Linked DNA regions of Mus musculus: all the other regions are linked to region 5. A link is a contact called in public Hi-C and promoter capture Hi-C data. All regions are on one chromosome and are shown on one strand. The core of a region is the stretch at or near the end of the contact, and the rest is flanking DNA. Distances in the headings are between cores, read along the strand shown.

What was found. Promoter capture Hi-C pulls out the DNA fragments that hold promoters and counts their contacts. Hi-C and Micro-C count contacts between places; a contact is called where the count stands out from the background.
Region 1: a promoter capture Hi-C map of liver shows a contact between it and region 5, with 1.8 times the contacts expected there. The contact joins the enhancer-like site here to the promoter of Mgst1 in region 5. A contact is called at or near these places in 9 of 39 promoter capture datasets (the 3T3-L1 cell line, the HPC-7 cell line, HPC-7-derived erythroid cells and 6 more), 1 of 15 datasets of contacts at CTCF or cohesin (pro-B cells), 41 of 484 Hi-C or Micro-C datasets (the HPC-7 cell line, LSK cells, the N1E-115 cell line and 27 more), 5 of 115 datasets of contacts at active chromatin or transcription factors (astrocytes, bone marrow-derived macrophages, embryonic basal ganglia and 2 more) and 3 of 9 other capture datasets (adipose tissue, liver and pancreatic islet).
Region 2: a promoter capture Hi-C map of the 3T3-L1 cell line shows a contact between it and region 5, with 2.5 times the contacts expected there. The contact joins the promoter of Eps8 here to the promoter of Mgst1 in region 5. A contact is called at or near these places in 1 of 39 promoter capture datasets (the 3T3-L1 cell line) and 1 of 484 Hi-C or Micro-C datasets (pre-B cells).
Region 3: a promoter capture Hi-C map of hippocampal neurons shows a contact between it and region 5, with 3 times the contacts expected there. The contact joins the enhancer-like site here to the promoter of Mgst1 in region 5. A contact is called at or near these places in 5 of 39 promoter capture datasets (the 3T3-L1 cell line, Sertoli cells, embryonic stem cells and 2 more), 1 of 15 datasets of contacts at CTCF or cohesin (embryonic stem cells), 54 of 484 Hi-C or Micro-C datasets (3T3-L1-derived adipocytes, the AtT-20 cell line, B cells and 35 more), 7 of 115 datasets of contacts at active chromatin or transcription factors (astrocytes, bone marrow-derived macrophages, cardiomyocytes and 3 more) and 3 of 9 other capture datasets (adipose tissue, liver and pancreatic islet).
Region 4: a Hi-C map of nephron progenitors shows a contact between it and region 5, with 2.8 times the contacts expected there. The contact joins the enhancer-like site here to the promoter of Mgst1 in region 5. A contact is called at or near these places in 11 of 39 promoter capture datasets (the 3T3-L1 cell line, the C10 cell line, the HPC-7 cell line and 7 more), 1 of 15 datasets of contacts at CTCF or cohesin (pro-B cells), 46 of 484 Hi-C or Micro-C datasets (the HPC-7 cell line, LSK cells, the N1E-115 cell line and 30 more), 7 of 115 datasets of contacts at active chromatin or transcription factors (astrocytes, bone marrow-derived macrophages, cardiomyocytes and 4 more) and 4 of 9 other capture datasets (adipose tissue, liver, macrophages and 1 more).

Annotation. Positions count from the first base shown.
Region 1 is chr6:137,781,886-137,785,962 of GRCm38.p6, forward strand. It overlaps Dera (deoxyribose-phosphate aldolase (putative)), which reads left to right. Exons shown (of 9, transcript NM_172733.1): 5 at 1,044-1,178. Among named protein-coding and RNA genes, the nearest start is that of Dera, 29 kb to the left of the region's middle. Within about 2 kb of position 2,241, at least 48 of the 459 cell types and tissues checked have an H3K27ac peak or open chromatin away from gene starts, as enhancers often do. A contact at or near this core is called in adipose-derived mesenchymal stem cells, bone marrow-derived macrophages, granulosa cells and 1 more, where this site is marked.
Region 2 is chr6:137,646,773-137,650,868 of GRCm38.p6, forward strand. Eps8 (epidermal growth factor receptor pathway substrate 8) reads right to left here and starts at 2,513. Exons shown (of 22, transcript NM_007945.3): 1 at 2,280-2,513.
Region 3 is chr6:137,869,664-137,873,575 of GRCm38.p6, forward strand. No RefSeq gene overlaps it. Among named protein-coding and RNA genes, the nearest start is that of Gm38552, 15 kb to the left of the region's middle. Within about 2 kb of position 1,323, at least 16 of the 459 cell types and tissues checked have an H3K27ac peak or open chromatin away from gene starts, as enhancers often do. A contact at or near this core is called in brain and hippocampal neurons, where this site is marked.
Region 4 is chr6:137,802,350-137,806,482 of GRCm38.p6, forward strand. The region is part of intron 6 of Dera (deoxyribose-phosphate aldolase (putative)); the gene reads left to right. Among named protein-coding and RNA genes, the nearest start is that of Dera, 50 kb to the left of the region's middle. Within about 2 kb of position 2,477, at least 13 of the 459 cell types and tissues checked have an H3K27ac peak or open chromatin away from gene starts, as enhancers often do. A contact at or near this core is called in embryonic stem cells and nephron progenitors, where this site is marked.
Region 5 is chr6:138,138,603-138,143,023 of GRCm38.p6, forward strand. Mgst1 (microsomal glutathione S-transferase 1) reads left to right here and starts at 1,925. Exons shown (of 4, transcript NM_019946.5): 1 at 1,925-2,004.

The DNA.
Region 1 (4,077 bases), core at 991-3,490, 360 kb before region 5:
AGCCTCCTAAAACATGTGTCTGTGGATGGACAGATGAACGGATGGACGGATGGATCCATGGAGACAGATAGTATTATTAGATTCGAGTTTTTAAAAGGCTACAAGGATATCCTGGTGCTTTCAGTAAACAGTCTGAGCCAGGTGTGGTGGGACATGCATGCAGTTCTAGCACTTTAGAGGCTGAGGGGAGGACTGCTGCTAGTTTAAGGCCAGCCTGGGTTACATGGAAAAACCATGTCTTGAAAAGAAAAGGAAAGGGAAGAAAAGAAAAGAAAAGAAAAGAAAAGAAAAGAGAAGAAAGGGAAAATGCAGTTTATAAACATCAGCTTCTTATTGCATTATGGAAAGATGATGTACTATATATATTTTTTTTAAGATTTATTTTTTTATGCATATACGTTTGTGCTTTCATGGGTTCTGCATCAAGTCCTGTGAATGTGCACAAACGCCAGAAGAAAGCATTAGATCTTCTGTGTGGGTGCTAGCAGCCGAAGTTGGGTCCTTCATGAGAGCAGCCAGTGCTTTTAACCCTTGACCCGTCTCTCCATGTGCATGTCTGTATATAGCCTCTCCGAGAGGGCTCCCAACATATTTGAAGCTGTGCCTCCATAGACCATAGTGTTTTCACCATCTCAGGGCGTTCAGCCCATTACTTACATAACAGGAAGATGTGTTTGGCCTGTGGTAGCAGACCTGATAACTGAAGGAAAGGGCAACAGACCCTGTGTAGAATCAGAGGTGGGTGAATGAAAAAGAAACTCAGCTGATATTTAGTTAGTTGATAGTTACTCAGCGTCCCATGCAAACATCTCTGCAGCAACTTCACCTCAGGTCTTCCAGAGAGACATGTATCATGTCCCTGAAAATGTATGTACACTCATCCCACTACTCCAACTTTGTCCTGTGTGGCGTGAGTCACGTTTAGGTACCGTTCATGCCTCATTTCTCAAAGCCGCACTTACAAACTGACCAATTGAGGTTTGTCCCTTTTTTCCCCTCCCTCATTTTCTCCCTCTGTTTTCTTTCTTTGAAATCTCTCCCAGTGGCCACTGGCTTTCCAGCTGGACAGACTCATTTAAAGACTCGATTGGAAGAGATCAGACTGGCCGTGGAGGATGGAGCTACTGAAATTGACGTGGTCATTAACAGGACCTTGGTGCTGACGGGCCAGTGGGAAGGTAGGTGCAGGTCCTTGCTCCCAGGGAGCCCCAGCCCTTCCTGGTGGATCATGGGGAGATCTGAACGGAACACAGCAGGGCTTAGGAATCAAGTTCCAGGCCACAAGTCAATGGTCAGAGGAACATGGCTAAAAGTGTCCCTCTCGATTTCCTTATAAGTCTAAGCCCTTCTCTGTCTGTAGGAACAGGTTACGACTCTCTGTGTAGTTAGGGGCACAGTCATCCCGTGCAGTAAATCCAGTTTAAAAATTATTAATTTGCTTCTCTTTTGGAAGAATTCCTACAGTTTTGTACTGTTTCGTTATTCAGTAAATAGGTCGCTCCAGGCAAGGCCTCTAAGCAAGGTTTACTCTGGGACGCTGGGGAGGTTATCGTTTTTCACATTAATATTTGTGGACGGTGAGGATGTGTGCTAGTATTAAGCTTATTAAATGCCCCTTTTCTACCTTAAATGTGATTACATAGTCATCTGTAGAGTTAGTGTCTCACCATTATCCTAAGCTGGGATAAGATAGTGTCTACCCTAGTAGCAGGATGCTGTTATACAGTGAGGTATGAAACAATCAAATGAACTTTATCTGTTCCTATATACATATATCTTACATCCTAAAGATGAATCTGTTCCTATACATACACATATCTTACATCCTAAAGATGAGGATATTAATAACTAAAATACATACAATGCTCTCTGAAAAAGTTACCATGGCAAGTAATTTAACATTTTAGATGAAACTAAATTAATGCTAAGATAATATATTGTTTCTTGATAGATGTACATACCAAGTAAAACATATTTTTAAGTATGGGGGGGTTCAGTAGATCACTTAATTCATTTGTTTACTGGTGTGTATGTGGAGGGTGGGACTCACACCTGCCAGGGCTCGGCTGTGGAGATCAGAGGACAACTTTTGGGAGTTGGCCTCCTTCCTCTATGTGAGTCCTGTGGATCAGACTCAGGTGACCAGGTTTGGCTGCTGGCATTCTTAACCCTCGAGTCATCTTCCTGGCCTCTGTGTCACTGTCAGCTGAGACATAGCCATCTGATAACTTCGGTGACTCAATAACTGTGAACATAACAGCATAGCCAGCATGCGATTTCACCACAGCTGCCCTGTAAAGCCTATGAACAGTTTATTTCTGGAACCTTCCATTTAGTACTTTCAGACCTTAAGTTGATTCCTGTTAACTGAGACTGCAGATATTGAAACTAGGCACCAGAGAGGAGATTTGATAGTATATATCTGTAAACTTTTTTTCTGCCAAACCTATTCCACTGTTTGGCCCCTATTAACTAATTTTTGTTTACTTATGATGTAACAAAAATTCAGTCCCCAGTCTAGCCACAGGGCATTCAGAGGGAAGTAGAGTTATGTGGGAGACCTGGACCAATTCCATCTCCCAGTTCTGTAGTACGTGTGTCTACCACCGCGGCAGGAACACACCATTGTCTAAGGTGGCTTTCAAAGATCCAGCCTTCACCATCCTCCCCAGGGGAAGGAAAGAAAGGTCCCATCTGAAAACCTCTGCATCTTGTTGATTGCATCCTGCTTTCTTGAACTAAGTCATTTACATGGCTTCCATCACTGGCTGTGAGTGAGGCTACATGCTTTCCAGCTTGGAGAGTTAGCACCATTTCATGTCTCTCCCATTTCTTCCCCCTTTCCTATGTATACTACCGTTCTTGACAGTTCCAAATATCTCTTTTTCCTTGTGCCCATTTGTATTGCTGCTTGTGTGTGCTTTGGGCGTCCTTAATCCTTCTTGAAAGTCATATTTTATATATGTTCTTGTTTCTGTGTATTCTGCTTATAAGCTTTTGGTCATAGATTTTCAGTTACGATTTCAGAGTTGTGGATAATGTAAATATGCATATTTTAAATAAATCCAGATGCACATTCTTTATGTCTTTTACAAGCAGGTGAAGACACAGGCATGCAGTTTATATTATAACTTGTGTTCTTGTCTCTCAAGCTCTGTTAATTGAAAAGTGAAATCCAATAGGAGATGGGTTTTGATGTAATTGGCTCTCCTTCACAGACTTAGGGATGGCTGTTTCTGAGATAATAATTTCCCCAAAGTAGGCATTTCCACAAAATATAATAACACATTTTGTCCTAGACCATACTTTTCCATTAACTTTTTTCTATGGTGTTAATAACCTGTTGACCCAAACCAAATGGAAAAGGAACATTTAATGCTAGAAATTTATTTTTAAATAAAAGCCAGCAGTGACTGAAGCCTTTCCCCACTGCAGTATTTTGTCTTAATTTTGATTCTCAGCTTGATTTTACATTGTGTGTTTCCGTGCCCTGTTTTTATATTAGGGGTTTCCTGATTAAGAGCCTCTCATTATTTCTGTGATATGCACTGGTGGGCGTGCCCAGCAGGCTGTCCCATTTCCTGCCTTGGGCCCTCCCTTCTATGAGTTCTGTGAAGTTGCTTCAGGGATTATTTCATTTTCTTTCCACTGCAGCATAACAAACACCCAGTGAAATCCCCTTACCGTAAAGACAGGGCCTGGCCTGGCTCACAGTCCATTGTGGCAGAGAAATCACAGCAAAATCTAAAGTCAAGATTTAGGGGGAGAGACTGCAGTGCCCAGCTCACCCCAAAGAACAGCTACTGCTCCCCACATCCAGTGTGGATCTCTCATCAGTCACCCAGGCTCATCAGAAGTTCTCTCACACGCGTGCCCAGGTGTTTATTTCTAGAGCGATTCTAGATCCCAGCCAGTGGACGGTAAAGATTACCTGTTAACACTTTGCAAGTCACATCAGCGGTAGAGCACGTCCCACAGCACAGAAGCATGTGGTTCCATGGCGCTCGCTCCAGATTCTGTGAGGAGACTGGCTATGAGCTCCCTGGCTTAGTCTTGTTGCTCTGAAGAGACACCGCG
Region 2 (4,096 bases), core at 1,263-3,762, 490 kb before region 5:
GCTACAGTGTGGACCTAAAGAACCCCCACATTCTTATAAATACTCAGTTCACACTGTTTGCAAGGACTCCACTACAATGTTTCTTAAGAAAAATAAGTCCAGTTCCCCGCAGCTGCAAACACTTTGGTGGGGCAATTCCCAGGAGAGATGTACTGTATAGCACTTTGGCTACAGTTCCATCCCTTCCTCTCTGATACCCCTGCAGATGTCTGAAAGTTTATAAGCTATCCTCTGGTTGTTTTGCACTGAGACAAAGCGGCCAAATGTATCTAGTACAACTTGGAAAAGCCAACTGAAAATGTACACAAAGCTAGTGCTAAAACTCATCCAATAAGACTTAAGGAACTAAAGAGGTTTGAATCTGGGGTTAATAGTTTCTTATTCAAACCTAGCTCAGACGAACTTATGTTTTAAGATAAAAGCAGGTGACTGAAGAGGAGATTCAGAAGAAGAAAGAGGACTAAACGAAAAGATGCTTAAACAGAGAGCAGAGCCTGTGTCACAGGGCTACAAAGAAGCCAAGGTTGAAGGAACCAGTGTACACTGAATCCGGGTAACGCTGGATGAGCACACAAAATGAACTCTTTGCCTCTGACCACAAATAAGCAAAGTGTTCAAAATTAAACACCAGTTTCCTGTTAGGGGATTAAAACAATCATTTGCCAATTATAATGATACTCAATGACACTGGAAAGTGAAAGTTACAAAGTAGACGTCCCAATTCAGAGAGCAACACTTGGCTCAGAATAGTAGGATTTAAAAGATACTTTCTTCTCCTCTCTCTCTCTCTCTCTCTCTCTCTCTCTCTCTCTCTTTTCCTGCTATGAAGGAAGTGAATGACTTGCGGAATTTTACAAAGTCTTAGTCTCCTATGGTGCGGGAAGGGCTTTCTACACACACAAGCTTACTAGCTTGTGGCTCACTGTACCCAGCCGGCTATGTGATGAGTCTACAGAGAAGCTTAACTTTCAGGTGGTGCGAGCTCATCACTCACAGATTTCCCACCCCAGCAAACTAAGAACTACAGCAGCGTGCCCCAAACCCTCCAATCCCCAATTTAAAAACAAAACAAGAAGGAAATCTTTACTAGGTGAGGCGAGATGTCATTGGCTTTCATTTCAATAGACTCACTGTCCCAAGATCTACAATTCTACACAATGAGCGCAGCCGTTCCAAAACCCAGGGAGCCTTAGAATGGCATCCTTTCAAGAGCGAGAAATTAGAAACAGCCCGCAACACAGACACTTTGACGATTTTTTTTAAACATAAAAAAAGTCTTCCAGGAATCGTAATTCCACCTCCTCCCCAAAGTGGCAAAACCAAATAAAACTTCAAAGTACCCACACGTGTCTGAACCAAGTTGGATCTGAACTATCTTATTCGCTTTTTCGTCTCTTTCTCTTACTGTCTGAGGCAAGAAGGGAAACCTTTAGAAGAAAAGCAGCCATGCATTCGCTGAAACACTGGCTCAGGAAGACCTCCTCTTCTAATGCCTCGCTGCTCCAAATGTCTATGGATTTTAAGCCCAAACCCTAGGGCGTCCTGCCCCGGCGAGATGCCAACAGCACTTGGGGGCTACAGGAGGAGGATTTGAACAACATGGCTCAGAGAACCGGGCAAAGATTTTTGCATGTGTATTGTAGTCATTGAAAGGAAGGAAGGGATGAGACCCCGGGGCGCCTTCACTGTCTCTCTCGGTGGGTGTGGAGCCCTCCGAAGCACTACTGACAGCCATAGAGAGGCCATCTTCCTAAAAGTAAAATGGTGTTGGAAAGTGATCCAGAATTCACAACTATTCAAACACAGCGAGCTACCTCAACTGGAGGGTGTATACCAGGGCGGGTCCACATCTCAAACAGGTTTCCTAAGGGGTCCCCACTTGAGCTGGGTGAGAGGCGCTCCGAAAGCCCTGCATCTAAGACGTTAGGGCGGGGTGGGAGTCCAGGTGTGCGGAACTCAGGTACGCCCGCGCAGCCCAGGGGAGCGCGGGGTCTCTCGGGGGACCTCGGCGACCACCCGGGCGGAGGAGGCCGCGGGGGGATCGGGTCTCCTGGCTTCGGGGTGCGCGGAGCGGGCGCGGGGACGCGCTAGGGCGGCAGCGCCGCGCACACCTGGCCGCCGACACACCAGTTGCAAAGGGTCCAAGTGAACCGCAGCGGCCGCTGAGCCTGGCACCACTCCGGTGACGGCTCACAAAGACCCTTATGGGAAAGCGAGAGGGAGCCCATGCCGCGGGAATCCCACCCGGGGAGCCGCACTGATGTTCGGGGGGCTCTTACCTAGGATCCGCCCTCCGAGCAGCCGCGCTCCTCAGGGAGTGCCACGACCTCCCTAGACGCGAGGGAGGTGACGGAGGGAGAAAGATCCCGGAGCTGGAGCGCCCGCCGCGCCCCGCTGCAGACACGCCGCTGGGGCTTGCCCCGCGCCCTGCGCCCTGCGCCCTGCGCCCAGCGCCCCGGGAGCCCGCTTCGCCCGCCGCCCGGGCCGTGTGTGCGCGCCGCTCGCTCCCGGACACAGCCAGCGCGCGCCGCGCATGCCCAGCAGCGAGCCGGGAACGCGCGTTGCCCCGCGCGGCCGGGAGAGGGCTCCGTTTGCAAGATCTTGAGGACAGTTGAGTCTCTAGTAGACCCTAGGGCTCTGGATAGAATCTCAAGGGCTTCATCCCACAAGGCGAGCACGGCACCCCGCAGGGGAGACCCGGGATCCCAGCCTCAGAGTGGTGTCTACAATTCCTCAAGTGAAATGACCTAGGTCTGCAGAGCACAGCCGGGGGGGGGGGGGGGGGGGATGCCGCAGGCGGAAAGAGCGCTCAGGTGACCGCGGCCAGATCCTGCCACACAACTGATGACTAGTGTTAATCTGGGAGTTACTGCCCTACTCAACTACCAAGAAGAGGTATTCCCCAGCCTCTGACCTGTGACCTGTGTCCATTGGTCTGCTCCTGTACCATCTCTCTTCAACCAAAGCAGTATGCAAGTGGTACCCAAGGGCTTCACTGGTTTAGAGAGACTACAATACTCCAGTCCCTGGATATAGCCAGCAAGCCCAGACCTGTCTCACCAGGCGTCCTGGATCCCATTTTTCATAGGAGCTCCTGCCAAGAGTCTGGTGTAGTTTCAAGTATGGGAGACTCTTTAGTCCAGTAATAACTACTCACCACTGCTCAGTGCTCCTTGGCTCGATCACTGAAGCCACAAAATAAGGATCTGCCAGTCTTCTCTTCTGAACCTGGCATTTTCTTACCTTCTACAATACCTCCGTTGTCACAGCTACGCCCCCAGACACCCTGGCCCTTCTAACTTCCAAGGCAATTGACTTCCAAAGAAGCCAAGGCAGACTATTAAACAAAACTTGGCTTAAATAGCTGGGCCTACCTGCTTTGCGAGGCAAGCAAAAGCTCATTCAAGAGACCGTGAATTAGCAGGCCAAGATGGAGACTAAAAGGGGGCAGTGATGGGTTTTATGATTAAGTTCGGTCTACTGCCTTCATCCAGAATCTTCCTCCATCCAACATTCCCAACAGACTGACATCCACTTGAGCATGTCCAGTGTTCGAAATAGCTGGTTTTGATAGATGGTATAGAAAACTAGGATTGTTAATTGACAATCTCTGCCAGGAGCTACAAATTTTACTTTACACCATCTCTAACCCTTAAAATGAATCACCGCTTTAGAAAATTGGGAAAATGTTATTCAGAATTTTCTTTTTGCCAAAGCCAATAGTGACATTAGGATTGAAATCCAGGTCTGCCTACTCCACAGCTTACATACATAGATTTATATACTCAGATCAACTCTCCTTCAACTGTAGACTGGGAAAGATGGACCCTGAGGACTGACATGAAATTAATCTTGCTCCTTACAGATATTGTAAGACTTGAAATAGTAGAAGCAGGTTAACAAATAACCAACATAGTAGAAGCAGGTTAACAAATAACCAACAGAACCTTCTGCTAGTTATTTTGAGACATGCCCTCAAAATGTTTTTCCTTTGACTGGTCCTCAAATGGCAGAGAAATCTGTCAAAACCATTCTTTTCTGACTCAAATGAGCTTTAGGGTTTTTTTTTTTTCTCTGAAATTACACACACACACAG
Region 3 (3,912 bases), core at 73-2,572, 270 kb before region 5:
TCCTATAAAGGTAGTTGTTTTTCTCATTTTATCATGTGTGTGTGTTGGGGGGGGGGGTTCCAGGGACTGAGCTCAGCTCATAAGGCATGGGAACAGACATTTCCACCTGCTGAAACATCTCACTGGTTCTATACATTGATACAGCCCTGGTATTTTAATTAGACAAAATGGACAACTTTTGTTTGACTCTCAAAGTCTTCATGGACTTTTGTGTCAAAGGAGAAAACGTGTAGTGCCCAGCAACTGAGTTTCTCTGTCCCCATGGGTCCCTCGTGTGATTAAGAACTTAGATCCCAGCCCCTGCTGCAGGGAAGTTCCGCTATCTGATGGGAACACAGAGTGAAGGCAAATTGGAAGCATGACCATGCTCCAACCACAGAGTGCCTGCTTCTGCTTCCACCATGACATGAGCACAGGGAAGAAACACCACCATGGGGCACTGATCAACATGGAAATAATGTGCTAATACGCCAGGCCATGTGGCTCGGTCCTCACCTCATTTCAGTTCAGAGATTTCATTGTAAAGTCATGTGCAAGCATGAACAAATGGGTAGTTTGGCCACAGTTAATGGATTTGAAATCATTATTAATTTTTAGCCCTATAAAAACATTGATTTAGAGGAACCTTTATAACATTGAAAGTGCATTGTATTTAGGAGTAATTAGCATCCTCTAATTAGGAAGAATTACCAAGTGCTTTTCTCTCTTGGCTCTGCGGAAGCTAGCGCAGCTGCATGCAATTTAATCACAAAGGAAACAGCTTGTGTTTTATGTTGAATCTGCCTTTAATGGATTAAAAAATATTCTTTGGTATCCTATTTTATAATTAAAAGATACATTTGAGTCACCAGTGTTAGAAAACGTGATTAGCCCAAATGCCATTAACCCTATGGGTCAGACCTTTCTCCTAGATGCACGCACACATACATACATACTCATGCATGCACACACAGACACACACAGACACACACAGACACACACACACACACACACACACACACACACACACACACACACACACACACACACACACGGTGGGAGCATAGGAAGTTGATCTGTCTGTCCATATGCTCATGAAGCTGTGTGTCTTAATACTGACTCCGCTATTTTTATTCCTCCATACGACTCCCATATTTTCATGTGCACTTAGGCTCAATGATGCTCTTTGCTAACCAGAGAGGCGTGTAGGCAATTGCTGGGTATGAAGATGCTGACATTTTCTGAATTTCGAATGACAAATGACATGCTCCTGTCAGCTGACTATAACGCAGCAACATATGGTGCTTCTGATGGTGGGTGTTATTTCAAAGTTTGCAAATCACACCATGAGAGAGTCCCTCTGCTGGGCTCCTGGAATACTTAGCAACTGTGAATCTGAAATGACAGTACAGAGAAAGCACTAAAAAGAAAAAGAAAAAAAAACAAACTCCCTCCACCTTGTTGACAAGAAGGCGGTAGAACTCCGAATGAGTGAACGCTTCATTGATTCTCACAGGTGGAGGGGTTGCGATGTCAATCTATTGAGAGAGGAAGCCTTGTGCTTTCCTTTTAGAAAAACTAGGAAATGGTCTAATTTCTTACATTAGCCTACAAATTATCACATTTCAGGGAAAGCATAAAAAAAAAATCCAGGGACTGACAATTAGAATAATTGTTAACTATGGTACAGAAAAGCTTGGGAATGGAGTCTTGTTATTTCAGGGTGTAGAGAAAGTTGACAAAAAGTGTGTTCATCCCCCATTTGAAAGATAACATCAAAGACTTGGAAAGAGAGTATCCCCTTTACTTTTCGAAGGCTTGGAAAGAAAGTATCTATCCGCTGTTGCAACCAGCCCAGTTTACCTAAAACAACCCTGTCCCGCTCTTTCCACCGGGTGCTTAGTTTCTTTAATAGTGTCCACATTCGAAGCATTTCCAGCACGGCAGAGTAACCCATCAGAAATGCAACAGAATTAACTCGCTGTCTGCTTCCATTTCAGCAATTTCACACAAAGCCCTCCCTAGACCACGGCCCAGGGCTCCTGCTTCTGTCTGCTCCTCCTGAGAATCCAAGCCCTTCCAGTGTTCCTTATCACAAACGAGACTGATTTATGCATAAAGAGTACACAGAAACTACCAGTGAGCAAGGATGGCATCTATTTCCCTCAGTTAAGCAACCCGTTTCATTGACCTTCCTCGATGCTTTCAGTAACTTTACCCCCAAATCAATGAATTCTGAGATTTTTTTTTTCATTCAAGAAATGGAAATTGTCCAGTAGCCTGAGGAACCCTGGGACGGATGCCTTTAGATAGTCTAGGTTCTTAACTTCACCGGTGTTAGGGGTAGGTCCAGGTGATGGCCGCAAACAGCAACAATCTAAGAAGAATGTCTGAATCAAATCACACGTTCACTCACTCGTCTGTCTTGCTTTTGAGTCATTAGAAAAGGAACGCTTTTCCTCAGCATACAATTAACCTGTTCAGAGCAACTGAACAAGAGAGGCTTGTGTGTGTGATTGCTATTGTTTATGTCTTTAAAAAAGTAATTCAAACAGGAAGTGACGGCGAGCCATAGTGTCGTGCTGCGAAGAGGCTGCCTATACAGACTGGTTATTTGGGGCCGAGCAGAGCAACAATGGTTGCATGCCAGGTACCCCTCACCATGATCTCAGGACTCAAAGCAATTCCCCAGCTTGTCTTTGCACAAATACGAAACAGGCATTTCTTCTGTGTGCATGTCTTAGGGGGAAAAAAAGGCATTTTGTATCTGTACGGACCCAATTATCAGTTTGTTGATTCTAAGCGGCACACAAATCTACTCTCTCTTCTCACTGAATGACGCATGCCTCGCCGAATGGCACTAGCCTGACCTTGTCAATAGAGGGCGCCGAAGGAACAACGTGTCTCTTCTGGATCAGCTTCAGTTAAGTTGGTATTTGTGGAACCTCCCTCTTGGACTCTTCTTCCAGCTCTGCAAATGCTAGTTTGAGACAGCTGTGGCCTTGCTGTCCCTCAGCAAACGTCTCTGACATTCAGTAAACCCCATCATGTGCTGTCCCTCAGGCCTGGTAGTCAGGATTATTTGCACACATGTATTATTTATTTAGGTGCTTTGCTTCTATCCTATACGAAGCTGAGGCTTTCTGAATCTGTTATTGCTGTATAGCTTAGAGATTCCAGATATTCCTATCTTCCATTGTGGTTAAACACTTTTACACTTGATCTTAGACAAAAGGCCAAGAAGTGATGTGTTAAACACTTTTAATACATAATATTCTTATTAATTCTTGATAACTGCAGATAATGTACTTTGATCGTATCTTCACTCTTCTCCCTAACTCCTTTCAGATCTGCCCCCACCCTGTTCATCTCCGTGTCCTTTTTATTATTACTATTTTTAAAATAACCCACTGGCACAGTTTATGCTGGCCATAATCTCCTTGGATTGGGCATCCATGGTCAACTTATCAGGGCCACAACCTCATTAAGAAGTGACTCTTCTTTCCCCCAGACTGTCAACTGTCCTCAGCTACGTATGGCAGCTCATGATCCCTCCCTCTCCCCATCCAAACTGGAACACTTACTGGCTTGATCTTGTGCAGATCTTGTACAGACAACTGAAGTATAATTTCTGGTTTCCTTGGAGGCTCAGTTGTCATGTAATTTTTTTTTTTTTTCTGGAAGCTGGGTAATGAGAGGATGTTTTCCTGAAGCAGATACATGAGAGGATGTTTTCCTGAAGCAGACACATGAGACGATGCTTTGATGAGGCAGACAGTTGAAAGGGCGCATGATGTTTGAAAGAGTATAAATAGAGCCCAACAGACTGCAAATGATGCTCTTGCCTTGCTTCTTCTTTCAAAGTTTTGCTGGTCTATACTGATCTTCACTTGCCTTGACTTCATAGAGAGAAACTTGCCAAAGAACTTCTCA
Region 4 (4,133 bases), core at 1,227-3,726, 340 kb before region 5:
TTGCAAGCCACTGACCTCAGCATGACTCCCACGCTATCCTATTTTGTAAGAAAGGGGACACAGCTGACTCTTCCTGCTAGGCTGTGGCCAGTGTTGTCCAGAGCGACACTTTTCAGAAGCTGCTGACTGAAGCTTCAGGAGATGCGTATGAGATGCTCAGCTGTGCTCTTCTGTATCCGCCCCAGCGCTTTGAGGATTGATGAAAATGTTAGATGTGAACTCACTAGAAAAGAGATCTATAAAATGAATCTGGTTACGAATCACCGTTAGTTATCATCCAGACTTCTGCACTTGCAAACCTATCAAGTCTCTTCCTCTTCTGAATCCCAGAAATGATGGCGGCCGTACAAGCTCTTCAGACATCTGCCAAACGGAACGGCACATAGCTCTCGGTTGTCGGGCAGCTTTGGCTCAGCCGGGCACAGGACAGGGAAGTGGAAATGGATTTTTAAGAAGCAGGTGAAAAGGACAGTTCGTTTACAGCTGCACCAGAGGTTCATTGGGCCCAACCCAAGGTCTGAAGATGAGAATTGAGGGTGCTTCTGGAGGGGGTGATGTGCGGGGACCTTTGATTGAATGAGTGGGAATCTGGTGAGAGAAGTGGGAGTTAAGGAAGAGCTGGGGTGAGGGAATGTAAGAAACATGGGAGTGGGGGAAGAGGGGCTGTGTTGGCTTTCATCGAGTCCCTAAAGGATGGCAAGATATGAAGTGTCATGCTTAGAGAAAACAGACGCAGGAAGCAAGCTGATGTGCTTAGGTGAGGGGATTCTGGCCCAGCAGCCCATGCTGCACACTTTTCGAAGGCGGAGATGCAGAACTGCCTTTATCTTTGGGAAGCTAGGGCCGTCGGCGCGCTGGCAACAGCTGACAAGCTGTCCTCCAGGTTATTCTAGCCCTTATCTTCAGGGATAATACAGACAGATAAATAAGCATGGATACGCAGTCGTAAAGTCACCGGGCTTGAACTGCTGATGCCGATCTGTGCAGAGAAGCACTCGTAAAAACCTGGGGCTGGAGGGACCCGGGCCCACAGGAGGGTGCACCTTGACGGAACGGGCAAGGAGTTTTGAACTCGGCCAGAATTTTGCAAAGCAGAGGAAATAAAAGTGGGGCCAGGGAGTAGCAGGAGCCAGGGGTTAGCTGATCTGAAATCCAACCTACTAAGAAGAGAGTAATACGGGGACAGTGAGATGAAGCGGAGAAGTCGGAAAGTAAATAAGTGAGGTCATTCAATCATAAAAGACCCGTGAAAGTCCCGGGAGATTCACTTGGACCACAAGAAACAAAAAACAAAACCGTGCCGTGACTAAGAGCCAATTACTACCTAAAGCTTTAATATGATTCAAATGGCAAGTGACACCAGAAGATTGTCACAAGCCACCCTGAGTGCCCCTGTCATGTGCTGCAAGTCTTCCTTGCTCAAGGAGTATTGTTCCAGATGGTGCATTCTGATCCCCATGGTGTACCAGCCTGGTTTGTTTTAATGTCCTTTTAAAACAAGGTCTCATGTTTCCTAAGTAAAAGTGTTTAACTTATAACAAGAAGAGTTGTTAATGAGCCTCCACCACTGGAGAAAACGTAAGAACAGAGCAGTGTTGGGTTAAAGGCCGGGTGAGAGAGGCCGGGTGAGAGAGGCCGGGTGAGAGAGGCCGGGTGAGAGAGGCTGGGGGAGAGAGGCAGGGTGAGAGAGGCAGGGGGACACCGGGGCAGATTGCCCTTTGGGGTAAGAGATTTCTTAGAGCAGTTATTAGTGGTATGGACAGACAGACAGAGAACATTGCAGGGGCTCACAGGACAGTGCAGCCCACATGGCAGGAGTTGGGCCTCCTCCTTGTAGGTTTCAGAGGAAAAGTATGGTCTCTGTAACAGATCACGTGATTGATAAGTAGTCACGGGACAGGTTATGCCCAAAACAGCTCTGGGGGCGGGGGAAAGAATCTAGACGCAGTTACTCCACATAATCATAATCCAGGGCATTAAGTTACCGTACTTCTGGCAATGGTCACAGTTCCATTATAATGGAGTAGCCTTACATAATGGCATGGCCCCGGCTAGCAGCCTGTAACTATGACCCAGAGGTTGTATTTCCAAGACTGCTTTGAAGCACTGCAAAGCAGTGGAGTGTCGTGGAACTTTGTAAGACTTCACAGGTAGATGGAGAGGGGAGGGGAGGGCATGAAGAACTTCTGACTTGGTTTTTTGATGGAAAGAAAAAGGCTCAAGCTTATGTGTGGTTCAGGGAAGACACAGGGAGAGAGGTACAGAGGCATGAGGGGCTGGGGGACTGGGCTTTGAAGTGTAACTTTGTTTACACGTCCTTAAACTAGGCCAGGAAGTTAAACCTCTTATAGGGTGAAAACCAACCTGCTATCCCATCTGGGGAGGACTTTTAAATGCAGGCGCGCCATGTGCGCCCTGCCCGCCATGTACGCCCTGCCTGCCATCCACTCCTACAACAGGCATTTCCGCAGGTTCAGTCCCACTCATTTCCTTGCTGACCTTTGCTGAATGAAATAGGGTCACACTCAGCTTCCCGGGCCTGACCTCTGCCGTCAGGCATCTTCTCTCTGTGTGCCTGGGCCTCTTCTGTGGATTCCAGCCAGACAACAGACACTTTACTCAGTGTGCTTTCTTCTTAAATGATTACCAACTCAACCACCCCATTTCCAAATAAGCTCACCTTCTAGAAGAGGAGTCTAAGGTTACAATTTTGACTTCTTTTGTTTGGACATAATTCAACCTGTAGCAAAAGAAATAGGATTTCTTACTTCCGAGGGAAACATACGGAGTCAAACTAACAAACTTGAATTCAGGTAGAAAAGATTGATTTTTTCCCCCCTTTAAGCAATATATGTTGCGTGGAATGGGGAAATCTAGTAAACATTAAATATTTTTATCTGCAGAAAGCATTTGGTAGGACTCTCAATGGGAGATTAATGGCTAAAATAAAGAAGGAGGCATTAGGAGATAAATTTGCTTATGAGCAAGCGACAGAGACTTACAGGGGAAGGAAATTCCTTCCAGATTGGAAACGAGTGACGTACAGCCCCGGCCAGGAAGCAGTTTGGGGACCTGTGGGCTTTTCACTTTATTTTTATTGGACTTTGTAATAAAATACAGGTCCTCAAACAGTCCAAGACAGAGAGAATAATACTGCGAGCATCAGTAATCAAAAGTTATTCTCCATCATAAACTAAATGACTGGAAATAAATACAGACACGAGACTGCACCACGTGCTGTAATATTATAAAGCGGAGCCAGGGACTCTCCTGTGCTCTCTTTTCTTCTGCATGGATGAATATTTCTTTATTTGATTTCAAAGAAAAAATATTTGAGGGCTTCTAGGTTTACTTCATAAGAACAAATAAATGAAGAAAGATGTAGTTTTTTTTCTAAAAAATGTAGAAAGTTATGTTAACTGGAGGAAAAACTGGCTGACACAAGCCGAAGGTTGTACTGCCATTTCTAGAATAAAGAAGAGAGAGACCCTCTGTATTAAATTGCTCAGCCAAGCCATTCAGTGAAACGACTTAGGTAGTGAAGGGGCATTCCGGAAATCCACAGTTTCTGTCTGTGGCCCTGGCCCTAATGCAAGTGAATACAAACAAAGTCATGCATGCTAGCCGAGGGGAGCTGCGAAGCAGAGGGAGGGAGGTACTGCGGGAGCCCCTTTTCTTTTTAAATGTTTGTTAACATGGCTCTTTACAAGCCCGTAAACTTCAGTGATCTCCTATGTAATTTTTGTCTTCCCTCGAGCTAGTTAGGCAAGTGGGAAATGTGGTCTTCAGGTTGGAATCCCGCCTGCCACGTTTTCTGTGTGTAAGTCACTAAAGAGATCTTCGCTTACTCATCGATTTCCCTGTTACTTGCCAGTCAAAGAGTCTAAGTGGATGTTTGTAGGTAGATGGTGGAGGCCTGGGGGTGCAGCTCAGTGGTGGAGGGCCTGTCTGTTATGTCCAAGACCCTGGGTTCAGTCCCTAGCCAGAGTTAAATAAGTAGATAGAGAATTAATGCTGAAATGCCTAGAAAACTATTAGGATTGTAAACTGTTAAGCAAGCAAGCAAACAAACAAACAAACAGGGGAGCTGGAGAGGTGGCTCAGCCGTCAAGAGAGCCATTTGCTCCTGCAGA
Region 5 (4,421 bases), core at 675-3,174:
GTTTTTCTAGTTACCAGAGGACTATTTGTCTTAAAGTTTGGAGGGAGTTTCTCTGAGAGATTTTTTCCCCCCTTAGGGTTAAAAGGGTGATAAGGAGAAAGGTTAAAAATTGGAATCCTTTTTACTCAAACTAAGACAAGCTAAACAATAATACTTATCCTTTTCAGTCATCTAAAGCACACCGAGGATGCAAGAGGAAGGGAAAAGCTGTGCTTGCACCCACAACGCTGGGGTATAGCCCCCCTTTAGCTTTAAACTTCATCATCAAACCAAGTATCTTGCATTCACTAAAGTGTTTGCTGAATTAAATCTATTACAAGCAAATGCTCATATTATACTAAAGACAGCAACAGATCTTTCTGCTATATGCACACGTAAAATCACATTTACCAGATGGTCAATAATTAGTAGGGCGTTACAGCAGAAACCCTTTATGTATTGATTAACTAGCCGATAGTTTGGACAAAGTTCAATGAGATCATTAGATGACTGAGATGCTCTTTGTAAAAGTGTGCCCTTGTTTTCCCACTGGCTTTCCGAAGATAAGAGTTAAGAATTTTTGTGCACCTTTCTGTGTAATCTTGCCTTCAGGATTTGTGCTGTCTTCCTTGGTGTAAATGAAGAGCTCTTTAAGTCCTTGCAGTACTAACCGCTCTCAAGGAAATTCAGAAAGCTCTGCTCCACTGCACTCAGTGTTCTGGTGTGGCCCCAGAGAGGAACTGAACAATGTTTTCAACTGAAATGAAAAGGTCGACCAAACACTCTTTTCAGATGTTCTACCAATCATGCCTTTAAAGAAACCATCTTCAGGACTGACTGACTTCAGCTTGGGTCAGCACATTGCTTCTTAATTCCTTTTAGTTTTTGGAAGGGATATAAAATAGAACTGTCTACTGAATCTTGAAAGTCAGAATCAGAGTGGGTCCTGGTGAGAAAAATCTTAGCCCTTGGGGGCTGAGGCAGGAATGGTCATAAGTTTGTGTACAGACTAGTGTGTACCACGCGTTCCAGACAGGGCTAAGTAACAAAATCCTCTCTAAAACGACAAATAAAACCAAACCAAAGAGGCACCCAGCTAAAACTCAGAAAATTAAGTGGTTCATACTGAAGAAGGAGGAGGAAGAAGACGAAGAGGAGGAAAATGAAGAAATAAAAAAGAGAATAATCGTGTAAAAGAAAGGAAGGAATAGAAAGAAAGGAAGAAAGAAAGAGAGAGAGAGAGGGAAGGAGGACAGGAGGGAGGAGGACAGAAGGGAGGGAGGGAGGGAGGGAGGGAAGAAAAGAAAAGAAAGGAAAAGAAAAGAAAAGAAAAGAAAAGAAAAGAAAAGGAAAGAAAAGAAAAGAAAAGAGAAAGACTGATTGATTCTCAGAGCAATGTGGGGCACAGGTGTAAACTGGTAAAGTTCCCGAGTGAAATGTTGCAGATGGGAACTTATCAACCTTAGAGCTCTCAGAGCTGGAGCTTGGCCATTACTGTGGGGCTCTGTGATGTGCAATAGCTTTGATGTTGCCCTAACGACCCTGCCCCCTTGCAACACTTTCCTAAGTCACTGTGAAACAAGTTAGTTGCCTAACAGACTCATAATTTCGCAGGTTTCACTTTGCACCCTGAAGGTATTCACAGCAATAGAGCCCCTCCCCCGAGATTTACATTTCCTTAAAACATTTTCTTTTTAGGTTTTCCAAATTCAACACTAAGGTCTTTTTGTTTCCAGCGACATAAAAGTTAGCAACCCCTTCCTTGCTTCCCTTCTTCCGGAGCCGGAACAGAACTGCCAAGATCCTTAGCAGAGAAAGACCCTCACCAGCCACAGCAGTTTCGGGGCGATTCAGGGGTGGGATTTGGCAAGCTCCGAAGGCGGGGCTTGGCACGGTCAGGAGGCGGGGTGATTAATAGAAAAATAGCCTGAAAAAGGGCGGTGCCAGCGCGGGTCCTGTTGGTGAAAAGTCCCAGAAGTGCACAGGCTCGGCAGGACAACTTGCAGCCCTTCTCCCTGGATTCAGGTGGGTGCTGCGCACGGCCACGGTGCTGCTCCCAGGCTAGGAGTGGGTGGGTGCAAGGGGCCGGTGGGTGGCAGGTGTAAGGCTAGAGAGTGGCTGTGCCTGTTTGAAAAGCCTTTGTTCCCTTTAGTTGTTTAAATGACCACCCCCCGCCCCCATTTTTGTGGCCCGCTCTAAATGAGAATTGTGCTTTTCTGTTCCTGCATTAAGTTTTCCTTTCTCAAACTCCAAGAAGAAACTTGGGAGCACGAGTCTTTTCATGTTTAAGAGATGGTTTTCTTATTTCTTATTTTCAAGCCCAAGTAGCATTCCCTTTGAAAGGGTCTCTTGATCTTGAGGGGAGGGGAAAAAAAATACATGCAAGTTGTAACAAGATGAGAAGTCACTGCGGTTTCAGCAACTTCTGTCCTTTCCCAGGGAGTAAAACCCTACAGTGTCCCGGGTGACTTGGACATGCAGGCCTTTCAACTTGTTGAAAAGTTGTTTGCTTTTCTAGATTCTCCTGTGGTAGGCAAGAGAAATCTCTACAAGTCTTTACACTGGTACTTTTGATATCATATGACTTACAGACTTAGCAGAGCAGCAGAGCGTGCTCTGTTGTGACTGTAGCCTGATGACCAAAGACCTGAGGGCGCAGCCCTTGGGCAGCTACTCCCCAGAGCCGCCCTCCCCTGTGGCCACTGTAGTCTGGCCCCACTGAGGCTGTAGGGAAGGTGCCTGGGACTCTGATCATGTGTGTATTTCTGTTCTTCCTCTGTTGCAGCCCTCTTTTCTGTCCTCACAACAAATGTGTTTGCTGCTTTCGATCCATTGAAAATTGAAGAGTCATGGCCTTGTGGCTGTGTGCCCAGATTTTCCAAGTTTCACAATACTGATGCAGATAGGGCAAACAGTTTTGAGAAGAAAAGAACTTTGCTTTTTCTTGGCTGAGGGCCCATGAGGAGAAAGAGGAGTATTTCTCAACTGCAGATAGCACTGGGGCAAAATATGACAACAGGAGTTACAGGAGAAGCTTCCAGGAAATGAGAAAACAGCACCCCACAATTCCTAGAATGGAATTGTGAGTCCAGGAACTATACAGGTCGGCGATGACAGGGCTCCAGAGACAGGCAGGTGGGGTCTCCAGTCTCCATTGTACCACCTGGCCTTATTTATACCCTACTCAAGCTTCTTTCCTTCAAAGTAGAAGAAAATGGTTTCTGTGTCGGAGTCTTTCATCCCAAGCTGTTTTCAGTCAACTGGTGGGCATCCCTTTGCTCTCTCCTGACAGGCATCCTGGGTAGGTGAAGAGACCCTTGTGTGATGGTGATTGTCCCGGGAGAGGGAGGGCCTAGGGCTTAGAGGGTGGACTAGCAGGCCAGGCACTGAGCTACAAACACTTTGGAAAACAGAACCCCACTGTTTTAGGATCTTGAGAGAAAGGTTTAGCCATCAGAACCTGAGACTTGACACTTGGCCACTTTTGTTATCCGCAGCTTCCGGCTGCGATGAGGTCATAGCAAACTGTAGGTAGTACCCTCTACTGCTGCATCTTCTACAGGCCTCAAGTTCTGGTCCCCTTAGGGTTGAGGGTAAGAGGCTCATCAGCCTTGGCAGGGTTGATGTTCTAGCTCCTGGGCTTGGAGTAGGGAGTCTAGACATTGAGCAACTCTGGAGTTTCTGAGTTCAGCATCGGAGTTTCTACCTTTGGCTCTTATTGTCTTTCTCACCTCTATTTTACCTCCTTTCTGCCCCAGTTGCCCCTAGCACCCCTCCGCTGTCCTTCCATGGCTTTTGTCCTGCTGCCTTGGGACTCAGTGTTCTTCCTTGGCTTCTCAGGCAGGTCGCTATGCTAGTGATGAACAGCACATGAAGTCAAGAAACTGGATGTGAGGATGTAGGCTTGGAACCCTAGCCCTTGAGAGGCTGGGGTAGGCATGCAGTGAGTTTGAGGCTAATCTGGGCTACATTGTGAGACTCGATCTCAAACGATCACATGTACACACTCAATATATAGACGATAAAAGGTTCTCAAGGGAAGGCTTTTGATGCTGCCATGCCAGGAAGCAGCGTAGAAGGTGCCTCTATGTTGGCTTACAGAGTAATCCAGAGAGAGTAGGTTGGCGCAGATCATAGCAGGCATTCATGAGTGAAGGGAAGGGCTGTGTTCTCACCCACCGTGGCACGGCCCCTCATACACGGGATAAGCTGCATTTGCACCAATCACAGCAGTCCACCACATGCAAAGAGAGAACTGCTCAGCAGCTAAGCTCCCAATTGGACTCCCCTCTCACTTGTGGAAAAGGTTTTGAGGTTTCCAGGATTCGCCCAGCTTGTGATGACTAAACATCTGGTGCAGCCATGGCTGGGACGAGGCCTTCAGGAGCCAGGGATGTGCATTGGAAGCAAGCAGCTGTGGTACTGTGTTGCCTACTTGAGGT